2 separate regions of the Mus musculus genome follow, and region 1 is linked to region 2. A link is a contact called in public Hi-C data. All regions are on one chromosome and are shown on one strand. Each heading gives the region's core, a stretch centred on a gene start, on an enhancer-like site or on the middle of the called end of the contact. The rest is flanking DNA. Distances are from core to core; before and after follow the strand shown. Region 1 holds the start of Paox (polyamine oxidase (exo-N4-amino)). Region 2 holds the start of 9430038I01Rik (RIKEN cDNA 9430038I01 gene).

What was found. A called contact is a pair of places that touch in the nucleus more often than the background predicts.
Region 1: a contact with region 2 is called in a Hi-C map of B cells, with 5 read pairs. The contact joins the promoter of Paox here to the promoter of 9430038I01Rik in region 2.

Annotation. Positions count from the first base shown.
Region 1 is chr7:140,124,307-140,127,752 of GRCm38.p6, reverse strand. It overlaps Paox (polyamine oxidase (exo-N4-amino)), which reads right to left and starts at 2,068. Exons shown (of 7, transcript NM_153783.4): 1 at 1,871-2,068; 2 at 938-1,427; 3 at 46-245. The coding sequence starts at 2,027.
Region 2 is chr7:137,408,728-137,412,264 of GRCm38.p6, reverse strand. 9430038I01Rik (RIKEN cDNA 9430038I01 gene) reads left to right here and starts at 1,509. Exons shown (of 4, transcript NM_029886.2): 1 at 1,509-1,625. The coding sequence starts at 1,557.

The sequences.
Region 1 (3,446 bases), core at 819-3,318, 2.7 Mb before region 2:
ATAGGGATATAGACAGGCAGCTTAATCAGGATAAGTGATTTCTACCTAATGGCACTGTGACAATGACATGATGTGCAGGCAGGCGGGCACCATCTTCACACTCCACCAATACGGGGAAGGTCTCCCCTGGAAAAGCAGCTTCCTGGAAGGACCCATTCCAGTGAATGGTCTTCACCGGCTTGTCAAAAGCGACCGTATCCTTGGGCAAGGAAGCCAGTATGCGGTCGGTAAGTCCTTGGTAGCCACTAGGAGAGACAGAAGTTGATGTGTCTGTGAAACAGGCCCTGGAAGGGGAACTGGCAGAAATAAGCCACCCAAGATGCCACCAGCATCCAGAGGAGCATCGCTCAGAGCCAGAAAGAGAGGCAACCCCTTAAAACACAGAACCATTAACATCTGCATCCGGACTAATGAGGGTCCCATAAGTCAATGAACACAACACTGACTGGTTCCCATGAGAACCGGAGTTCCCCACCACCACACCAGCCCCAGGTTTGCACACTTCCTACATCACAAATCCTATCTCCTAGACAGAAGCCTTGGGCCTGATGTTAGGGGTGTGGGTGGGAGGTATAGGAGACCAGCCCCGCCCAATCAATGTCTTTGTTCCTAGAAGCAAGCACAAGCCTGCCTGCCATAGGGAAGGAGCCTGCTTGGCTTCTCTGCACTTGAAGGCCCTTGAGTAACACCTGGCACAGGAGCTACCCTAGGATATCAGAAGAAATGAGCATTCAAGATACTTCCTCCTCAATTCCCTAGACGAATCTTTGCTTAAACACAACTAGGAGAAAGAGAAACCAATCCCTCTGAATGGGGAGGGCAGTGCCCTCACCTGCCCGCTCCAAGCCTCCTCCTCTCTCCCCTTCTCCCTCCTTTCTCCAGTCTAGTGCCTCTGCCTGGACAGTAGGGACAGAGCTGGCAGGGCTATGGCCCATACCCAGCCAAGATGCAATCCAGCCCAGGCAGCACTGTATACTCCCCGAACGGTGCAAGAGCCACCAGGTCCATGCTGTGGGTGCCGCTCACACAACACTCTATGTTGAAGAAAGTATTCAGGATAGCCAGCTTGCGCTTTCTGGTGTCCTCATCATCCTCGGTCCAGCTAGCCACCTGCTGACTTATCTCCTTCTTCAGGAACTCTCCAACACTGGCCATTGGGGTTTCAGATTCATTCAGGAATTCTCGGGTCCGCTCTATCAGTCCATAGAACAGACGGGCCATCTCTGTCATCAGCTCCAGGCTCACACTTGTTCCAGAGCTGGACCAGATCATGGAGGGCAGGGCCACGTGCCCTCCTGTATCCACAAGCTGGTTCTCTTCCGATAATTCTTTCTCCCCCAGGAGCCCGAATTCTGCAGCCAGCTGGAAGACAGGATTGTCCTGGGAGGGCCCATGGATCCAGTGTGCACCCAGCTCCACTACACCACCTAGGAGGGCACAGGAAATGCTACCTGGAGGCCCTCTCCCCAGAAAAAGCAGCCCCACCCTTTCGCAAGCATACTCTAGGAACACCTTGAGAGTCACATGGTCCCCTTGTATACCAGGACCAAGGGTCCTGTTCCTCAGGGTAAAGTAGTTCCTAAAGGCATGGCTTGGTCAGACCAGATTTCGGGAACTCCTGGGGAGGGGCGAGACAGCCTGTACAGGCTTCCTTCACTTAAGGAGAAACCCGAGAAACCCCAAAGCTGAGCAAAGCAACTGCGGGACCCTAGGTTGCCTTCCCTAGAGAGTACTCTCCTAACTTTAGGCAGTTGACTTTCCAGGCTCAGTGAACGGAGGGTGTGTTCCTTTACTCCGGGAGCCAAAAAAGGAAGGCTTCCTGGCTCAGTAGGAACCGGATGGGGTCTGGGGTCGACCAAGGAGCGGTTACCGAAGCAGCGTTCCGAGCGGATGCGGCCCCCGGCGCTGGCGGTGGCCTCCAGAACCCGCAGGTGTGGAGCAGCCCGGTGGCTGCAGAGCTTCTGCGCAGCGCCCAGCCCCGCGATGCCGCTGCCCACCACCAGCACCCGCGGGCCAGGGAACGCCATGGCTAGCTCAGGGTCCTCCAGAGACCTGGCCTTAGGCGCCTTAGCAGAGGCGGGCGGGGCGGGGCCAGAGGCGGGGAAGAAGGCGGGGTTGTGTAGAAAGGAGCGAGTGAGTGTGCGTGGGACTGGAGGTGGGACGAGGGGCGGGGCCTATGGGGAGCAGAGGAGGGGCCAAGACGGGAGGAAAGCCTTGGTGAACATTCGGAACTGGACTGAAGGAGAGGAGATGGATGTCCCTTGGCCTTCACTGTGTGGTCCACGTAGGCTTGCGGCTCCCAGAAGCGCTCAAGCTCCAAGTGCTCTGAGCAGCCCTCCTCCTGTTTGGACCCGCCTATAGTCTACTTAAGAAGGGTGTGGCTGTAGCTACTACTAGGCAGTGTGAGCCTAGAACCCCATAGAGATGCATAGTCTTCCAGAAGCATCCTTCCTGGTTCGTATCAGAGCATAGAGTGCGCCATAGCTCTAGTCTCCTTTCCACTGGCCTGTCGGCTCACAGTGAATCAACCCGCTTAGAAGATAAGTTCTGTCCTGTAACCATGCTGACCCAAAGCACAAAGACAGGGATCTTGTAAGCTAAGAACACTGTTTTGGCCAACCACTCAGCAGGCTGAGGGGCAAAAATGTCCTTGACCAACGTACTTGATCCCCTCATTCACTCAGAGCTACTAGCTGTGGTATAGAGAAATAAAACTCACTGGTTGTATGCTATGGGGAGGGGGTGATGGCTCTGACATAGATGGGAACTGGGCATAAATCCGCGTCTGAAGAGGATATATGGTAAGGGCAGGAGGCACATGCCCTCCCCTCAGCTACAAAACATCACTCTTGTTCACTTTCTAAGTTAGAGTGTTTAACTGGATCTTGGGAGTTGGGAGTTGAAGCTGCCCTCCCAAGCAAAGATACCAAAAGCATCCCACCCTACATTGAGGAAACTAACCTGGAGACAAAGAGCTACCTGGTCTGGTTCATTAAAAATGCCAGTCTTTAATACTCACTATTTTCCTCTACACAGTTTTAAAACTTCTAACAAGTTGGTTTCACAAGACATAGAAAATCAAGTTGGAGCAGACATGAAAACTTCCCTCCTGCTTGCTAGTTTGCATAGTGTCAAAAGCTGCTATGCAGGCTGCTGTAGGAAAAAAGTTATCAGCGGCATTGCTCTGTGTCAATTCCCACATGCTACAGGACTGTCAGGGACCTTCTGCTGTTTTGCTAAATGATCCTGTTATCAGACTGCCTTTTAAATGTTGGGTTTTGCCTTTAAAATGTTGGGTTTTCATGCTTCTCTCAACCTTGGCCAGAGGTGCTTCTTCTGCAGTGAGCAGCAACTAGTACAGAGACTCACAACTAGTCCGCGAGCTGAGAATAAGTGACCTATGAGTGTACAACATTAAATGAAGTATCTGTCTCAGCCTCCCCACC
Region 2 (3,537 bases), core at 260-2,759:
GATGATGACTTTTGAATTTCTTTTTTTTAAAGATTTATTTATTTATTTTATGTATATGAGTACATGTACAGCTGGCTGTGAGCCTCCATATGGTGGTTGGGAATTGAATTTTTAGGACCTCTGCTTGCTCTGGTTGCCCCACTTGCTCAGGTCAACTCTGCTTGCTCAGTCCCTGCTTGCTCTGGCCCAAAGATTTATTCATTTTATTAAGTACCACTGTAGCTGTCTTCAGACGCACCAGAAGAGGGTGTCGGCTCTCATTATGAGATCTCATTTTGGGTAGTTGTGAGCCACCATGTGGTTGCTGGGATTTGAACTCAGGACCTTTGGAAGAACAGTCAGTGCTCTTACCCGCTGAGCCATTTCACAAGCCTCTGACTTTTGAATTTCTGATCCTCCTTCCTCCATCTACCTTCCTGTCTTTAAGACCCTGTTTGGTTCCTCTAGACAACACCCAGTTAACACACTAGGGAAGCACTCCAACACCAAGACACACTGCCAAGCCTTTTAAAAAATTCAATAGATTCATAATTCCAAAGATACACCAGGTAGGAAGGGTGTGTGACACGAGATTGCGACAATCCATCTCGTGTTAAACTTCACTTCCCACTAGCATTGCCACTAGCTGTCCTCGTGATGTGAAGGCTGCCATCGTCCCAGGAAGCTAACACTACACTGGAACTGGAAAAGGGGATCTTACGGTCTCTGCTCCAAGCAGCTTCTCTACTTCCCACTGGTTCAAACCAGTTCACAGGCCCACTGCTAGACAATCACTGCCAAAGAACTGGCTCTAATTTAATTCGTCAATAAAGCATGGGGGTCTGGGAGCTTTGGTAGAGAACAGTTCAGAACTTTGCGGTGGGCCCTGGAGGGAGGGAGGAGAGGGAGAGCCTATTCAAGCTGCAGCAGGAACCCTGGCATAGCTTCTGAGAAGTCAAGTGTGTAGTTTTCCGTAAAGCCAGGCCGAGAGCCACTCCGTATCCCCGACGCCTGTGGCTGTCCCTGCCCCAGGTCACGGTGTTCCTGTGTATGCTCTCGACCCGCCAGCAAAATCACAGCAGGACTCTGCCCACTAGGCCAGGTTGAGAATTCGAGTTCTCTTGTACCATAGAGCAAAACTGATAGCTGTCAGACTGCAACTCCCAAAGACAACGCCCAGCGCAGCCTCAGGCGTGCCGATTGGTCCGTGGATCTACTTATCAGGACTCAGTAACCAATCACAAGGAAGGAGAGGAGGGCGTGCCTCCCGCGGACCAAGGGTTGCCGAAGGGTGGCAAATCCTAAACAAACGCCCTTTGGGACTGACTTTGTGAACCGAGAATCGACAAGCCACTCACGGCTTGGGCTTGCGAGGCATCGACCTGTGGCTGCTGGAAGAATTACCCGCACTTCAGGCCGTAGGAGATTCGGGTTTCGGCTACTCCTGCCTGCAGCCCCTCTGCGAGGGCAGTCAGTGGAGTCTAGGCTACGCCCCACGCCTCCTCATTGGCTTCTCCAGACACGTGGTCGAGTGGTTCCCGCCTCCGAGTGGCCTGAGAGGCGGTACGTGAAGCCGCATGGACAGCCTGGCGTCGGGCCGCTGGAGACGGCGGAGGACGGAGGAGCTGCCAGCGGCAGGGGACGCGGTAAGCTCCGGGCAGGGCGTGGGCAGAGGGAGGTGGCGTCCTAGCTGGCGCGCGGGCGCCCGGGGCGAGGTCCTTCCGGATGACCGGCGGGCTGGACGTCGTAAGCCTGCTGCCGAGGCGGGGCCAGGGGCGGGGCCTGGGTGGAGCTAGGCAGAGGACAGTCCCGCCCCTCCCGCTGCGCTTGCGCAAAGATGAGGAGCTATGTGCTCCCTTGACTTAAGCTGTAGTATTCTGAGTGTTATGGAGTTCATGGATCACAACTTGCGCCACAAGTCCGCTCTGGCGATCTATCCTCATAAACAAACTGAAAGAGCCAAGTTAAAATTGGAAAGCGGGAAAAGATTTAAAACACCTAGTCGAAGAGGAACAAAGCGATTGAGGAAATCACTCCTAGTCTGACTCAGGAGTCCCGAAGTGAGACTAAAATTGAAATAGAGAGCCAAGAATATCTAAGAAGTCCGTGTCAAAAGTATAGTCTGAGCCGGGAGTGGTGGCGCACGCCTTTAATCCCAGCACTCGGGAGGCAGAGGCAGGCGGATTTCTGAGTTCGAGGCCAACCTGGTCTACAAAGTGAGTTCCAGGTCATCCAGGGCTACACAGAGAAACCCTGTCTCGAAAAACCAAAAAAAAAAAAAAAAAAAAAAAAAGTATAGTCTGGCTAGCATTGTCTAGGCTTCAGTGTCCTTTTTTTTGGGGGGGGGGGGGGCGGGGAGTGTCTTTCTCCGTGTAGCCCTGGCTGTCTTGGAATTCACTCTGTAGACCAGCCTGGCCTCAAACTCAGAAATTCACCTGCTTCTGCCTCCCAAGTGCTGGGATTAAAGGCGTGAGCCACCACTCCCACACCTTCAGTGTCATCTTGTGAAGGGGTCTGACAGAACTGTGTGAAATCTTTCTTTGAGACAAGTTACCCCCCCCCCCTCGAAGCCGCCGCTCTGGGACGCTGGCGTGAGATTCCTGGAGAAATTACCATTTCTTTGGAATCCATTGTTTGAATAGTCTGATAGTTGGTTAAGAGACAGGTCTCTGTAGACCGGTTCCATATCTGCCAAGCCTATAAATGGAGCACTATGAAAGCCCAGGTGCTTAGTCTGTAGAAGACACCTAACTTCCTGCCCCAAACCTGGGGAGAAGGCAAGGGGAAGTTAAGCATTCCTTTAAGGGAAGGTGGAAGTCTTTGGGTAGGCTAAGCTGGCTGTGCCAAGTGCTGCCCAGGAGCTGAGCCTGCAAGGCATCTGACATTGCAACAACCTCTAGAGTTCTCACTAGGTACCTGCACAGTTGAGTTACAAAAAAAAAATTACCAATAAAACAAAACAAAAGAACCCTCAATTGTTGCAGGATATTTGATCACACTCTTCAACCCTCAGATTCTGTTATTTACTGGGAAAACAGCCCTAGCACACACCTTTAAATGCAAACGTTTTTAGCTTGACTGTTGTAAACAGGATAAAACAAAGTCAGCCATGGTCAATAGGCAGAACAAGCAACAGGTGACAGGAAGTGAACATAGAAGTATTAAAACGTCATAGAGAGTAAGGAGGAAGGCAGGAAGATGGACAGAGAGATACACAGGAAGTAGAAGGACACGCAGTTAAAGGGGTTCTTTGATGAAGGTGTGGGAGAATGGCTTTTGGGGGGCATGGCTTTTGGGACATCGACTGAGGAGGAAGGCCAGCTGGGTGTTTTCTCTGTCTCTGAACAAGGAGACTTTTTGTGCCAGCATCTGGCTCCCGAGTCTTCATTGGTAAAATGTAAGGATTGATTTCCTTGCATAAACTTAAATGTACTTACACCGTAAACTTACTTCAAACTGCACTCAATGTTTTACGTAAGTTTATGGTTCTTTGTTGAGACTTAGGCATGGAAGAGGTTAGGAGTAGGCAGTTTGTTAGCAGAATGGTGCTATCTCTTC